Linked DNA regions of Mus musculus: region 2 is linked to region 1. Evidence: chromatin contacts called from public promoter capture Hi-C data. All regions are on one chromosome and are shown on one strand. Each heading gives the region's core, a stretch centred on a gene start, on an enhancer-like site or on the middle of the called end of the contact. The rest is flanking DNA. Distances are from core to core; before and after follow the strand shown. Region 1 overlaps Nhs (NHS actin remodeling regulator). Region 2 holds the start of Nhs (NHS actin remodeling regulator).

Evidence for each region. Promoter capture Hi-C pulls out the DNA fragments that hold promoters and counts their contacts.
Region 2: a contact with region 1 is called in a promoter capture Hi-C map of neural stem cells. The contact joins the promoter of Nhs here to the enhancer-like site in region 1. A contact is called at or near these places in 11 of 39 promoter capture datasets (the 3T3-L1 cell line, the HPC-7 cell line, HPC-7-derived erythroid cells and 8 more), 1 of 484 Hi-C or Micro-C datasets (embryonic stem cells) and 5 of 115 datasets of contacts at active chromatin or transcription factors (embryonic stem cells and neural tube).

Annotation. Positions count from the first base shown.
Region 1 is chrX:161,920,922-161,928,523 of GRCm38.p6, forward strand. All of the region lies in intron 1 of Nhs (NHS actin remodeling regulator), which reads right to left. Among named protein-coding and RNA genes, the nearest start is that of Scml1, 93 kb to the left of the region's middle. Within about 2 kb of position 5,515, at least 78 of the 459 cell types and tissues checked have an H3K27ac peak or open chromatin away from gene starts, as enhancers often do. A contact at or near this core is called in the HPC-7 cell line, neural stem cells and stem cell-derived epiblast-like cells, where this site is marked.
Region 2 is chrX:162,157,781-162,165,091 of GRCm38.p6, forward strand. It overlaps Nhs (NHS actin remodeling regulator), which reads right to left and starts at 1,661. Exons shown (of 9, transcript NM_001290526.1): 1 at 1,053-1,661. The coding sequence starts at 1,608.

The sequences.
Region 1 (7,602 bases), core at 4,265-6,764:
CAGCTGGGCCTGCCACCCTCCTATAAAAGCAGAATAGACAAAGAGTGGCAGAAGGCAATTTGGCAGCAAAGAACATTTTTCCCAGGCAGAAAATGGAGTGACTTTTAGCTTATCTGCTGTCACCTTGTTAATGTGATCATTGTTCTTCAAAATAAAATCTCTTCTTCTTACCCATGATGTCTTTCGTGTGAAAAAAAAGGAAAAGAAAAGAAAAGGAGCAACTAAAAACCCAGAGAGAAGGTACCAAAAACGGGAAAAAAAAAAATAAAGCCTTAATCAATCAACACTGCAAATCAACATATTTCCAAGGAAATAAACACTCAGCACACAATTATCTTAATTCTCCCTAGTGGCCATTTTGCTTGCTTTCTGAGATAGGCATGAAAAGCACTAGAAACTCATGGCCCCTGTCATCACCCTTGACTTTCAGAACAGGAGCCACAAAGCAGCATTAGTTGTGATGCAGAATTCTTCAACCATTCAAGCTAAGGACGTTGTGGCTACTGATGTGTGCTCCTGGCCTATTTTCAAGTACTTCTTTATTTCAAAATTAGTCATTCAAGTCTAATTCAACACTGACTGTTTCCAGAAAGGGAAAAAATCCATGTAGATAAGGAGGTAGACATATCATAGCTCTTAATGGTTAGATTCCATTCATGGCAAACACAAGAGAGACAAGGTGGTGAGAGGAGTGATTTACTACAGTTTGAGGAATAAATCAAAACTTCCTTCTAGCTCAATTATAGGGAGAAAGCCAAAAAGCAAAGATAACATTCCTGGGAGGCCTAAGTTCCCCAAAACTGAGGCAACACATGTAGCTCTGCCCTGCTTGGAGTCATCTGGCTTTCAACATCTGACTTTCAGCATCTGGCTACTGGAGCACTAGCATCTGACTCAGACTGATTGGCTTCTGCATCTCTGGCCTGTACTTTTGGGAGCCTGAGGCTTTAGACACACATAAAATCTAATAATCAAGCTCACTAGCAAGGACACCAGAATCAGCACCCATCAGAAAAGTGGACCTCTTGGTATGCCCACTGAACACGAGAGAGAGAGAGAGAGAGAGAGAGAGAGAGAGAGAGAGAGAGAGAGAGAGAGAGAGAGAGAGAGGCTATCGGGAATATAAGCACTTCTACCTTGACTAGAGGTGGGAAATTCTTCCACTTCAGTTTGTATTTATGCACAGAGAACTGCAATAGCACAAAAAGGTGTGGCCAGAAGATTAGAGCTGTCTTTAGCATCCTGGAGCTTTATCCTTCTCCCCTAAATCTTATTATTATGGCCTCTACAATCCACCCTCCAACAAGTGCAGAGAGTAAGCAAGGAACAACTAAAATCAAACATGCAAAAGTCAAAAACAACTCATCATACCTTAAAACCCATCCAAAACTTGATGAACCATAACCCATTTATCCCAAGAGTCAGTTCAGAAGTTCCCTCCTCCATCAGCTGCACTTGGTTTCTCGTGCCACTTCATAAGGGGCAGGTGATCCCTCTACTCTGAGGATAGACTGCAGGATACTATATATGGTCTTTTGACTACTCATGGGTCAGTATCTTCTTGACTTTGAAGTCCTCAAGTGCAGAAGCATACCTTAACCATGCCTGATGCCCAGACTCAAGCCCAGTACCCAGGAAGGAAATGTTGCTACTCCATAAAGTTTTGCTCCCCTAACGATCTCTTCCTTTGAGGTGCTGACCATGGGATACCCTCATTATAGAGCTAAGAAAGGCAACGACTAGGACTCAGCAGCTCAAATATTTTATCAAGTAACAATAGCAGGTGGAGGAGGCAGGATTTCTCAATGGTGAATGCTTATACTGAGTTTTCTAGTTCATCTGGACATTCCCAATCCAATGTAACATTTGGCTTCATTCTCTCCTCTAGGCATACTGTTGTTGTTTTCATGTCCCATCTGCCAATGCCTCCGGTAGACATTAGGCTAAGAGGGTTGATCCAGAAAGGACACCTACTGTCCTGGCCTTCTGCCTAAGACATGCAAATGGAGAACAGCTTTCCAGACACAAAGTTCTTGTTTGGGCCAATGATACATTATGTTAAATATTCTTATTTTCTATATTTACCATGTGTTGAGCATCTACAGGTGCATCATGTTTTCCTTTAGCTATATTCTTTCTTTTAATTCTCCTTTAAGGATACACAAGGCAAATAATAAGATGGCCATTTGAGAATTAAGGCAACTGTGGGCCTGTATCTTGCCCTACACCTACAACTAGTAAATAGCAGGGTAAGGATTCAGACCCAGATCTGTCACATATCAAAGCTCAGTTTCCCTTACACCACATCATCTCTGCAAAATCTACAGAGGATAGAAACAACAATTGGCATCATGATAGAAATATAGAAGCTACCAAAGCTGCACTCTAAGAAGAATTTATAGCTTTCAATATCTATTTAGTTTGTTTGTTTATTTATTTACTTATTTATTTATGGACAGTGCCTCACTCTGTAGCTTTGGGTGACCCTGAATGTTGTTTATAGCCCATGCTGGCCTTGAACTCATGATCCATCTGCCTCTGCCTCCTGACCTCTGGAAGTTTCATGCTTACTTTTTAAAAACCAAGCATCCCCTTTAATAAGCATTTTGTAGTTTAAAAACTCCCGATAATGAATACAAAAATCAGATAAACCAACTCGAGAATCAGAACTGTCAATACAAAATGATCTTTGCCACAAGACGGTAACAATCAATGTATGAGTGCAGAGTTCTCAGGAATAAACTAAGGGCTGAGCTGACATCGGGGCTGATTTAAAAGCCTTGCTTCTGGAAAATATGAATGACTAGGTATCTTGGTATAACTAGTTACAGTGACTATGGTTTGCACAAGTGTCAGTCCTTGCCTGACATTTGCCTAAGTGGTTATCATACACATGTTCAAAGCCCTAAAACACCCTTCTAAGCCAGAAGCAATAGGAGTCTGGAACTTCAGTCACGTGTCCCACTTTTCCTGAAGCCCATCCTTCTATCCCCTGCAAGTCTTGCCCAAATACAGTTTATCAGTTCCAAGATCTGGCATTGTTCTAGGTGGCTGTACCACTCTTCAGATTGGGGAAATTCAGCAGGGGTTAAAGAGGAAAGAAAACAGAGAGTTGATTTTCCTTGAATTATCCCTGTGCTTATAAGGCAATCATACAAAACAATTGTTCCACAGCTTTAAATCTAGTAAATAAAACTCCCTTTGAGACTCCAGTTTGAAAGATGTTGAAGATCACTATAACTACATTGTTTCTGTAATAAACACACTCCCCAAACCTCTAACATTTTTATAATGAAATCTGGTATAATAAAATTTGGGTTGATACAAAAAGCAGTCATTTTCCCTTCAGCTGTTTACTGTGCTGAGTACAGTATCTGCCAAAGGTTGGAGTCACCTTTGAGTTAAGGGTCTGGTCTTCCTCCATATGAGCCATCCAGTGTCAGCTGAGGTGCCCTGTTTTTGCTGAGACTAATGCTCAAAGACAATCAAAATAATAGCATGCTAAAAGCCACAAGGTATTGAACCCTCTGCCCAGTAGTCCTATAGTGGGTCTCCTTTCCACCCTAGCTTGTCAGCCACTTTCACATGTGCACCACCATGCCCAATTTCTTAACCTCTTGCCAGTATGCTGGGTCAAGTCGCTCAGATGGACCTTCTCCTCATCTTTCTACTTGGTCTTAAGCCAGTACCATCTAGCCGGGACCTTGAAGAACATTCTTGCTTTTGTACTCTCTTCTGTCTCTTAGCCCTTCTAGCTCAATGAATAAAGGCTGCCTGGCTATTGAGCACTCCTCCTGGATCTGCTGATCTGTATGAAAATGTATGAACTTAGGTTTTTAATGGTCTTACTTGGTTTTGGGAGGGAAACTGAAGATTGTGGTGATAGCGGGGTCGATCTTTCTTTTTCTGATCAGTGATTCTTTAACCCAGCTACATACTGATAACACCTGCAGAGAGTTTCAACAAGAAAACATACTGATACCTGGACCCATTCCTGGAAACTTCTGATTTAATTGGTCTGGAGCGGGCCCATGAAATTACGATTGGTTACTATACATGTGTATGACATCAGAGATTTGAAAATCCACTACAAAGTCTGCAATATCTTGGCACATTGCCCCAACCTCAGTGGCACCCATCAGACTCTGTCTTCCTTTCTCCTCTTTAGTAATAAAGATGCACAAACCAGTGCTTTCCCATCCCCATCCCTGCAAATGCAAGTCAGAGGGAATCTTCTTGGGTGGCAGGGTGGTACACACACTGAGGAGAGCACACTCAGCACCACTGGTTAGACTAATGGGAGACTCATCAGGGAGTGGGCCTGCATCAGTCTCCATAGAGGCAGTCAATGGTGGCAAACATTCAATACAGTGCTTTCATCCAGGCAGAGAGAATAGGCAGCTTCGACTCTCAAGCTGCCTAGCTCCAGTGGACAACCTAAGCAAGTATCTGGGGTTATAAGGATGAACACTGTTCAATACTTCCCAAAAAGGGTTCTGTGTGTGGCCAATCCTATGAAATCAAGAAAGAAAGTAAAGAACAATACAAAAGTAAAACTATGAATTAAGATAAAATAGATGAAAGAAAAAGAAAAAATGAAGAAGAAGTAATTCCAAGTATCTGAAGAACAACTGGTTAAGTGAATGGATTGCTTTCTTTTCAAAGTGGTCGAAAACACTTAGCAGGAGGCCATTGAAGATGGGGGAAAAAAGAATAGAGGAGTGAACTTGAACTCAGTTCAAGGTTGCTTAAGGAGCCACACACAGGGCCATACATCTCTACGTTCAATCTTAGAGTGGGAGAGTGATCCCGGAATTCCTAGAAGATGGGGGTTTGAAGTGGGGTGTGGGGTGTGGAGTGGAAATGATGAAGGAGAAGGGGTGAGGAGGCCTAGGATGATCCCATGCAAGGTGAAGTCACTTTCCCCAAAACCCTGAGCCAGAGCCCTAGGACCCTACCCAGGAAGAATCTTCCTTAGACCATCCCTGCTCCCTCCTTCAAACAGGGAAAAGACTGAACTCCCTCTCGGGCTGTGGAAGTCCCACCGTCTCAGAAAGAGCACAAAATGTAGGGCATGCAGCATGAACAGCACAAGGAACCAACCGGAAGCTTAGGAGGCAGACTGTAAATGTCAAAGTCAGTTCTGAATGAGGGCCAGGCGCGCTTTCCTTCCTCACATCTGTCCCTGTGAAAGGGCTCACTTTTTTTTCCCTCAGGAAACACAGTGCTGTTTCACCCAAGAATAGGAAGCAGTTACAGACAGAAGGGCAAGTTCCTCTCCAGGGGCCCGGCCTCCCCAGCACCCCTCCCTCTTTGTCTTGCCAGGAAATGCTGCAAACCCCAAATACCTTCATTCTTGGGCATGCAGCAGGCAAGAGCCATGCTTGGATTCCAGCTCTGCTTCTTAAGGAAGGGCCTTTTCTTTTCTGCAAAGCTTCTCGGAATGCCAGAGAACTGAAAGCTGATCTGCTTAAGTCAGCACACAGGGTAGGGGGGTGGGGAGGGTGAGAAGGGGCAACCTTCAGCAAGGAGGATTGCAGATTTTCACACAACCTCTGCATTGCCTCTGGGACACCCCCCTGGAGGGGTAGATGGTCTCACCCAATTGCTGGGCCAGCTGCTAATCCCTTTGGGGTTCACTTGAATGGCAAATCAGGACTGGGACAGCCTCAGACACACCCTGTCTCCAAAGGAGGGGCTTAGCACTATTCCATTCCCAGTTCTGCACAGCTCGGAACACAGTGGTACTTCTTTACAGCCTTGGAATTCCAAGTGCAGTTGGCTAAGGTATCCTTAGCATCAGCATCACCTGGGAGCCTGTTAGAACTGCAGAACCTCAGGCCTGACCCATTTAAGAACCTCTGCCAGGTGCCCTGTGGCTATGGAAACCATTAGCACACTGAGAGAGACAGGAAGCTGAACAAATACTAAAAGCCAGAGAGCCACAGGAGCTGGGCCCCTATGTCTGCTGCCCAATCACAAGAAGGGATTCTTTCCATCCCATCACTCCACAACTGCCCCAGCATACTCCCATTTTTCTCATCAGGATGGCAATGGTATGCTTGGCTGTGAAATTTGTGCTTGCTGTGAGGGCTGAGCAGCAGGTCTGCAAATATTTGCAAACCTATCCAAGTGACAAAGAGAGTGACAGGGGCAGATATGATTAGAATTTGCTCTTTGCAGGTTGCAAATGATTTTCTGATCCCCTCCCACTCTTCACACACACACACGACCACCACCACCACCACCACCACCACCACCACACCACCATCACCATCACCACCTCCACCTGTATCAACATGCTCAACAACTGAATACAGATTAACAGTAATAGGACAAGACAAAGCTCATGAAGTCACTTCACAAACATGGACTCTAGTCAAGCTTTCTCCATTTTTAGTCATAAAGGGAATCCTTTCTCTAGTAGCTATATATTGTCATGGCATCTGCTTCACCTCCCATTTTAGCCCAGCAAGTAAAACTATGAATTAAGATAAAATAGATGAAAGAAAAAGAAAAAAATGAAGAAGTAATTCCAAGTATCTGAAGAACAACTGGTTAAGTGAATGGATTGCTTTCTTCTCAGAGAGTCATCAGAGCTTTGCACGGTCATAACTCCCCGCCCCCCCAAGGTACCTTACTGCCATGCAGGAAGAAACTGAATGGTGATGATGTCCTGGGATGTCCCAAAACAGCCCAAATCAGATCTGAGATGGTGCATACCTGCAATCTGTGTACCATGAAGGCTGAGGCAGGGATTTCTGGGAGTTTGAGGACAACTTGGTCTACACATTAAATTTCTGACCAGTCAGCCCTCCATGGTAAGACTCTGTCTCAGAGCAACAAACCTTCCTCGAGGAAAAGCACACCAATAAGTTATTTAACACTAGTCAGCCCTGAAAACATGTGTACAAAGTAATATTATACATACTGAGCAGGTTCTAGTTAGGCATACATGTGTACATATACATGGGCATGTGATAACAATTGATTTCAAAAAAGAAGCTATAAATTTGAAAGAGAGCAATGAGGAGTATATGGGAGGGTTTGGAGGGAGAAAGGAAGAGGAAAATGATAGACGCATTATAATCCTTAAAAAATATTTAAAACAACAACAACAAGCTTAAGTCAAAAGCAAGTTTGGCCTAAACCTTGTATAAGTGACCCAGACTAAATCTTCAGCCTTCTCAGTGACACCAGTGGATAGAAGAGCTGTTGCCAAAAATTCTGCTAATTGCACTGTGCCCCACCCATTAGTAAAGTGTCTGGGTATTACAGAAAGGAAGAAAGGCAAAGGCAGGAGTAAATCGAGAGGAAAAGTCAGTGAGAGGCGAAACAGAGAGGATAACCTTTTGGGTTCTTGAAAGCCATTGTGTGCCACGGACCGGGCCTAGTCGCCCCCCCCCCCCCAATCCATGGGAATCAGTGGTTCTGGCAGATGGGCATAGAGTTGGCAGGAATTGACAGACAGACACAGTCATGTGGGGTGGGTTTTTGCAAGGAAAGGTGAATGAAAGTGGTATTTCAAACTCTTCTGCAGAGCCACAGTCTTGCCTTGAACAACACTCATTCAGAAATGGGCCCTCACAAATGAAAGAACAT
Region 2 (7,311 bases), core at 411-2,910, 230 kb after region 1:
TGCTCCACAAGTCATTTTCCTAAATGAGTCTGTCACTGCCAGGTTTGGGGGTGCCAGGTATGGGAGGCCATGCACCAGTGGGGGAGGACTGCATGCCCCTGGGAGAGTACTTAGCAGAGACTACTTCTCAGGACGTCTACTGTGGTTCAAGAGTAAAGTCAATGTGCAGTAAAGATGTCCAGACGTCTCCTAGCTCACCGTCCTTGCTCTCTCGCTGTAACCTGCCTGGCTGGACTGGCTCACACCTGAGTCTGGATTTGTGCAACAAGGCACTAAGACGGAGGAAGAAGAGTTTGTGGGATGCTCAGAAGACAGATAGTCCAAAGGAGCATTCATTAAGAGCCCTAGGTAACTAACCCAGGGCAGAAAAGACACTCGGGGATCCCCTTATCTTCCCCAAGGTCCAGGCATTCCTTCCAGGCCCTCATCAAGGCCTTTCCTGTTCCCAGGGTTCTCCATAGAGCACAGTGGAGTTCATTCTAGGCAGCCAGCCAATGATGCTGGACTAGGTCACACACCTTCCAAAGGCACGAGACCCGGGCACCCGAGGCCACAGCAAGTGTGACAAAGCACCTTGTCTCCCACAGACATCTTAAAAGGACACCTACTACTTTTAAGACCCCCCCAAAAGTGCAACCCGGTAGTGGGCTCCTGGAAGCTACAGGAGTTGCACCCCCTCCTTCTTCCCAAGGACATGAAAGGCATGTCTGTCCCAGTGGTAAATGACAGACCTTCTTTCTCTACCTCCTGTCTGGCTCCCTAAATGCTCCCCACCTGCCCATTCTGAACGCCAAGGGTGTCTATGAGTTCAGAAGCCGTCCTTTTAACTTTCTGCCCTCCATGCCTGCATGCCTGCATCGGTCAGGGGCCACCCCAGCTACTCAACCCGGAGTACTGGGGTGGATCTCAGGGCAGAAGGGAAGAAAGGCAAGAGTAAGGTGCAAGTTGCAGCAGGCTAGGCGCCTCGGGCCTGGGATTGTGGTGAGTGGAGACAGTAAAAGGGTGAGGCGCTGAGCCTAGCACCCTAGAGGATGGACGGCGCTGGTACTCACGCACTGCCTCCTGCTTGGGGTCCAACGTGCTGAGGACGCGCTGCACGCTACCGAGCTTGCCCTGCAGCGCCCAGACACGGCGGTGAGTAAGCTGGATGTCGCTCTCGAGCTCCTGGAAGAGGCTGCACGCGTGCCGGGCTACGTCTGAGAGCTGCCGGAGGACCCTGGCCAGCGCAGCGTTGCTGACCGCGCACAGGTCTAACATGAGCAGCACAGCCTCGGCTGAAGCCTCGGACGTCTCGCCTGGGGCCGATGCTGCCTCCGAGACCCCCGCCACGCTCTCCTCCCCGGCCTCCCGCGCTTCGCTGGGTGGCTGCTGATCCTGCTCGGCCGGCGCCGGCAAAGACGGCGGCAGAGGTGGCAGTGGGAGAGGCGCAGGGGGCACACGAGGAGGCTCTTCTGGCTCCGGTGCCTCGGCCTCTTCCCGCCGGCCAGGCGGCTGCAGGGGCGGCGGCGGCTCAACGCTGCCTCCACTCGTGTCCTCATCTGGGCCGGGCGCCGGGCGCCGCTGCCGGCAAAGCCACTGCGGCTCCACGATCCGCTTGGCGAAAGGCATCCCGCGCAGCCGGGCCGCGACTTTCCCTTCTCCTCTGAGCGACCCTTGTGAGCTAGAGACCTGGCGCGCCCACCTGAGCGAGGAGAGGGCAGGAGTCCGGCAAGGAGCGATCCGGGCAGTCCAGAGACGCTGAGGGCTCCTCTGCTCACCTGGCCTCCTCCTCTTGCCCACCCTCTCCTTCACAGCTTAGTCTGACCTGTCCTCCTCCGGGAGCACGGCTGTCTAGGAAAGATGACAAGCGCTGAGCACGGAAATCTCGGAGTGTGCTTGGGTCCTCCTCACTTGCTTTCAACCGGGGTCAGCCGGCTCAGCTCCATCGCTCCTGAGCCCGTTGCCGCCGCCCTGGCCACTGCCGCCGCCTATATAAATGGGCGTGTGTGTATGTGTGTGTGAGTGAGTGAGTGTGTATGTGTGTGTGATCGCGTGTGTGTGTGTTTGTCCGCGTGTGTGTCTAGGTGGGTGGGTGGGTGGGTGGGTGTGAGTGTGTGCGCGCGCCTCAGTTTGAAAGTACCCCGGCGCAGGCCTCTCCCCGCGCGCCCCTCGGCCGCTCCGGGGAGCGATTGCGCCTGGGATCTCTCTCTCTTTCTGGGCGGGGAGGAGATTTCGGAAAGGCGCTCTGAAAACCCGGACAGAGGAATCCGCCTCCAGCCCTGGCTCAGGAGGCGGCGCGGGGGCGGCAGGGCGGACGCCGGGCGGGGGAGGCCAGGGCGAGAGGGGCGCAGCGCCCTGTGCGGCCGCTGGGAGTCACTGGTGGCTGGACCGCGCCTGGTGCGTTCCACCGCGGGCACTTTCTCAAACCCGTCTCAGAGGTTAGAATTGAGACTATGAGCGTGGTGGGGGCGGGGTGTCCTCAAGTTGAGAGTGGAGATGCTGGTAGCCAGCTAAGAGGAAGGAAAGTATTGGGGATGCTGTCGATTCGTGTTGGAGCAAGTTGTCTCAGAATTCTAGCTCTGTCAAGTCTTTGGGTTCTTAGAGGGGAAATCTGGGCTGCTCCTTAAAGTGCCCCAGGCGCCGCGTTCACAGAGACAGCTGGGAAGGGTGACGCAGCATGGGTGCATTCCCACATGGCCAGAGTGGCCAGACGACTGTTTATACCATTTTTCTGGCATCCTGTTTTGGTCTGCCTTGAGAGCTGCCTTCTACAGAACATCATGACTGAGACCCAAATTACTAGTGAGCAACCTCCCACCCCAGAAAGTCACTTGCAAAATTCATTGCACATTGAGTGAAGTGAATCGGATTACCTCCTTGTCGCCCTACTGTGCTAATCCAACACTGGGTTTTTAAAGTTTCCCATGGGAGAGAGGATGACTCACAGAAGAATGGAAAGTTTTCCCCTTGGTTAACTAAAAGGTATAATTTCTTAAAAGGCCTACATTTTTCAAATGCAGTAGTGTGCAGGCTACATGGTGGCAGCCGAAAATCTAAAAAGACTTTGGGGACTGTTAGTAAAATACAAGTTTTCATCCTTCCACAATGTGTACTATGTGTACTGTGAAATAAATATATAACATAAATAAAATTCAAGGTCACAAGCAAATCTTGGGAATGTTGTCTTCATTTCATGTATTTAAAACGAACGTGGAAAAATATAGTTTATGGAAGCAATAAAGTCCTCGAGACATGCAATGGGCTGTCCTCTGTGCTCCCAGCTTTGAAAAGGAATCCATACAAGACAGACTTTGAATCAGCCTACACTTTGGTCACAAAGACTTCAACAGAGCCCCTCTTATTCTACCTAAAATAAATAAATAAATAACCCAAACAAAACTCATTTTTGGTGAAGGACTATCTCTATTCAACAAAGAAGATCCAAGCTGGGGTTCTGGAGGTAGAGAATCATGATGTATGTAAGGTCCTCATGAATGATTTAGTAACAAGAATGAAGGTGGTGACAGTGGTGGTGACAGTAATAATGAAATGAGTATAACAAAGAGAAAAATAACCAAAATAATGTGCCCAAGCAAAGGATAGATTGCAGTTCACTGCATAATTCTTACAACCTTACTTTAAATTTGGTTTGGTTTCCTAGTAGAAAGTAAAAGAACGCTTTGGAACTACTTACTCCTCAGCCTGTGTGTTTGACATCACAAATCCAGAGAGCTGGTTAATTTCAAATGTAGCTAGACACTTTTTATTTAACATGTTCAAAATTCTGGACGGAGGGTCTGCTAGGTGGGCAAAACAGGACCTACTTCTCTGACCACAGTGAAGAGTAAATACTAGACGAGTGTGTAAGGCATCCACTTGCCAAGGCTGATGGCAGCAGTCTGCTATCAGCTAGTTCCCCACACCTAGAACTCCTGTTGACCCTGGAGCCCGGGGAGCCACCCACCTGTGTGTCCTGTGAATGAGCAATGTAAAGCTTTCACTCCTGACTGGAGTTTGAGATTATTGGTTGGTTCCTTTCATAGGTCAGGAGAGATGATCTTAAGGAGCTGGGGGACAAGGTAGGGAAGAAAGAAGAATCCAAGGGCTATTTAAGCTGAACTTTTTTTTTCTAGTTATCTGACTATCTAGCCTAAAGTGACTAGCACAGGCGAAATGAATCAAAGCACCATTCAAGTATACAACAGGAAAGACTTTCTCCTCTCCTGGACTCCTCCTACTCATGGGCTAATAATGCCATTGAATTAAAAAATAAAAGACTTCGGTGTTGGTTTTTGATCTCCTTGATTCTCAGTGTTCCTCTTTTTCCTTTCTCTTTTTTCCAGTGACCTTTCCAAGAAAGCTTCTTTCAGTGTCACCAAAGATAAAATCAATACAAACGATCGTGTGCATTCATATGTTATCTATCAGAGAGCAACTTCAAGAGAGTTTCTTAGTAGCAACCTTTCCCTCCCTTCCCACCTCAAGCCCTTCCTGTGTGGTTCATTCTTCCCCCACCCCCAACACACACATACACAGTTTGGGTTTGGGCTCCTGGCCTTTTGCTTTGTTTTTGTTTTGTTTTGTTTTTCGTTTGGTTGGTTTGGCTTGATTTTGGTTTTTGTTTGTTTTTTGTTTTGTTTTTTTTTTTTTGGTTTTTTAATTTGTTTTGTTTTGTTTTGTTTTGTTTTGCTTTTCAAGACAAGGTTTCTCTGCGTGGCCCTGGCCTTTCTAGAATGAACTCTAGTCTGGCCTCAAACTCAGATCTGCCTTCTTCTACCTCCCAAGTTCCCAAGTTCTGGGACTAAAGGCATGTGCCACCCACTCCAGTTTTATAGAATAAGAATATTGAAAAATTTTAAATGTAGCAACTACATTTAAATATATAATTCCTGATTGGGTATATAGTCAATGACTGCATTTTCCACATATCCAGGCTGCATATTATTCAATCCTGGATTGCATTTACTCTGAACTTTCCCCCAAAAAGTTTTCCTCTAACAATGTCAAGGCTGTTAGAGCTGGTGAAATGATTCATTGAGTAAAGATACCACCAAGTCTAAAGAGCTAAATTTGATCCCACATAATAGAAGGCAAGAAATGACTCCACACAAAATAAAGTTTTAAAAGTTGTTTTTAATCCAAGTGAAGGTGGCTATCTGAATGTAGACTCATGCCTAGTTATAGTCTTGCCTGCTCTCTCTGTCTCTCTATCTCTCTCTCTCTGTCTCTCTCTCTGTCTGTCTGTCTGCCTGTCTCTCTCTCTCTCTCTCTTACACACACACACACACACACACACACACACACACACTATCTATATGCACAAATGCCCTTTCTTATGAGTTATAGCCAAAATGAAAAGGAAAAAAAAAAGCATTTAAAAAAGAAAAGCCTAATCCCAGGCATTCATTCACACAACTCAAAAACTAGCACAATTTCCCCATAAACTCAAATGTGTGATCAGTATAAGTCATAAAGAAATGAAATATCCTGTGTGCGTCAGCATGTCCTACCACTTCATTCAGCCGTCCACAGCCCAGTAAGGCTTTCTAAAGCACCAAGTTTCCTCTGGAGCAAGCACCAAAGTAGAGATGCCCAAATCTTCTTTACCAAAATGCCCTGATTCGCTACTCCATCATCTATGCCACAACAGCATTATTATTGATGAAAATATTTCTTTTAAGACATGTCAGAAGATGCATGGACCATGTTTGCCTAATCACTGAAGTCTCCCTTCATTCACCCATTTGAACCTATTCCTCACTTAGTCACTATAACTTACTCCTAAAAGCACTAAGTAAAAAGCTGATAAATATTTTTAAAATTCCATTAACTTTATTAAGAAAAATTATAAGCATTCCATCCCAACCTACGTTACCTCAGCTGTTTCATGAATAGGAAATATATATTCTGGTTATATAACCTTATCATAACTTGGTTATATTCTGGTTATATAACCATATCATAACTTGGTTATATTCTGGTTATATAACCGTATCACAACTTGGTTATATTCTGGTTATATAACCATATCACAACTTGGTTATATTCTGGTTATATAACCATATCACAACTTGGAAGCAAAAGAAGGGCATGCTTTGGACATAAAATGTGATGCTGGCAGCATTTGGGGGAGAAAAACAGATTTGACAATGGTGTGAGGAAAGGCAGGAGAGGTGGCCATTTTTGGAAAATGGTTAGAAAGTCATGTTGTTCATATTGAAGCAGAGAAGTTCTGAGAGTTCACAGTTAACCCATACTTATACTACTCTTACAAATAAACGTTCAGTATAAAAGTCACTGTACGTGGAAATAAAAGCTAAAGATGAGAGAGCCTTTTGTTGTGGAAAATATTAAAAAATGAACCTGCCAACCCTCAGTGGGGCCAGGCCACACTCCTGCACTCCTGTGGCTACTGCCAACTCTCTGGAGCTAGCCCCCGTGCCAGGTGATCTCACTCGCTTGGTCTCTCAGCGCACCAATTCTCCAGTCCTACCAGGCCACAGGGCTCCAGCCAGGCCATCTTTAGGATGGGGGCCCGAGTTCCTCTTGCTTCCACACAACACCCCACGCATCCCTGGTTAGCCATCTCATCATGTAATTACCCAGTAGAAACATGACTCTTAAAGCTTAATTATCCAATCAGATTTATATAACAATAGGATCACAATTTACAAGATGTCAATACAATAATTTCAGAACCAATTGATAATGATAAAAGCTTTACCCATTATTCTAACCTTGTGAAAATTTTAGCTACTCGTGGCTGTTTAAAAACCACCCAGGATCAGGATCTTCTTCCTGTCTGCCTCCATGTTGGCTTCTCCCCCTCCTTTCCTCCTGTGACCTCTCTATTTGTCTCCCCAACTCCTAGCTCCACCTCCCTTCTCCTGTCCAATCACAGTCCTCCCACTGCCCTAAGGTGATTGGGCAGGGAAAATCCTGAAACATTTCACCCTTTCTGTTTAATTAAAAAAAAAAGACTTTTTCTCAAAATATAAATTGAGTATAACTATTATCACTTTGCAAATTATATGGTATAAGATAGAGTTTACACCTAGTCTAATACTTTTGTCAATAAAATTGAACACTGTCCTTTATCTTAATTTAAAAGACTACAGTTTTGTATTTGGCTATGTCTTGGCTTTAGATCGAATGTCATCTGAAAACCATCTTTTCAAATCTGGTTTTCTCAAAGTAAAATGTCTGGGTTGGCTAGGAGACTATGTAGGTTTTTTTTTTTTTTTAACTTTGTCAGGAATCTAAGAATGACTGATATTAACTGAAAATATATAGGAAGCCTAATATAGCTTTTAAAACTTAGCCAATTGATAA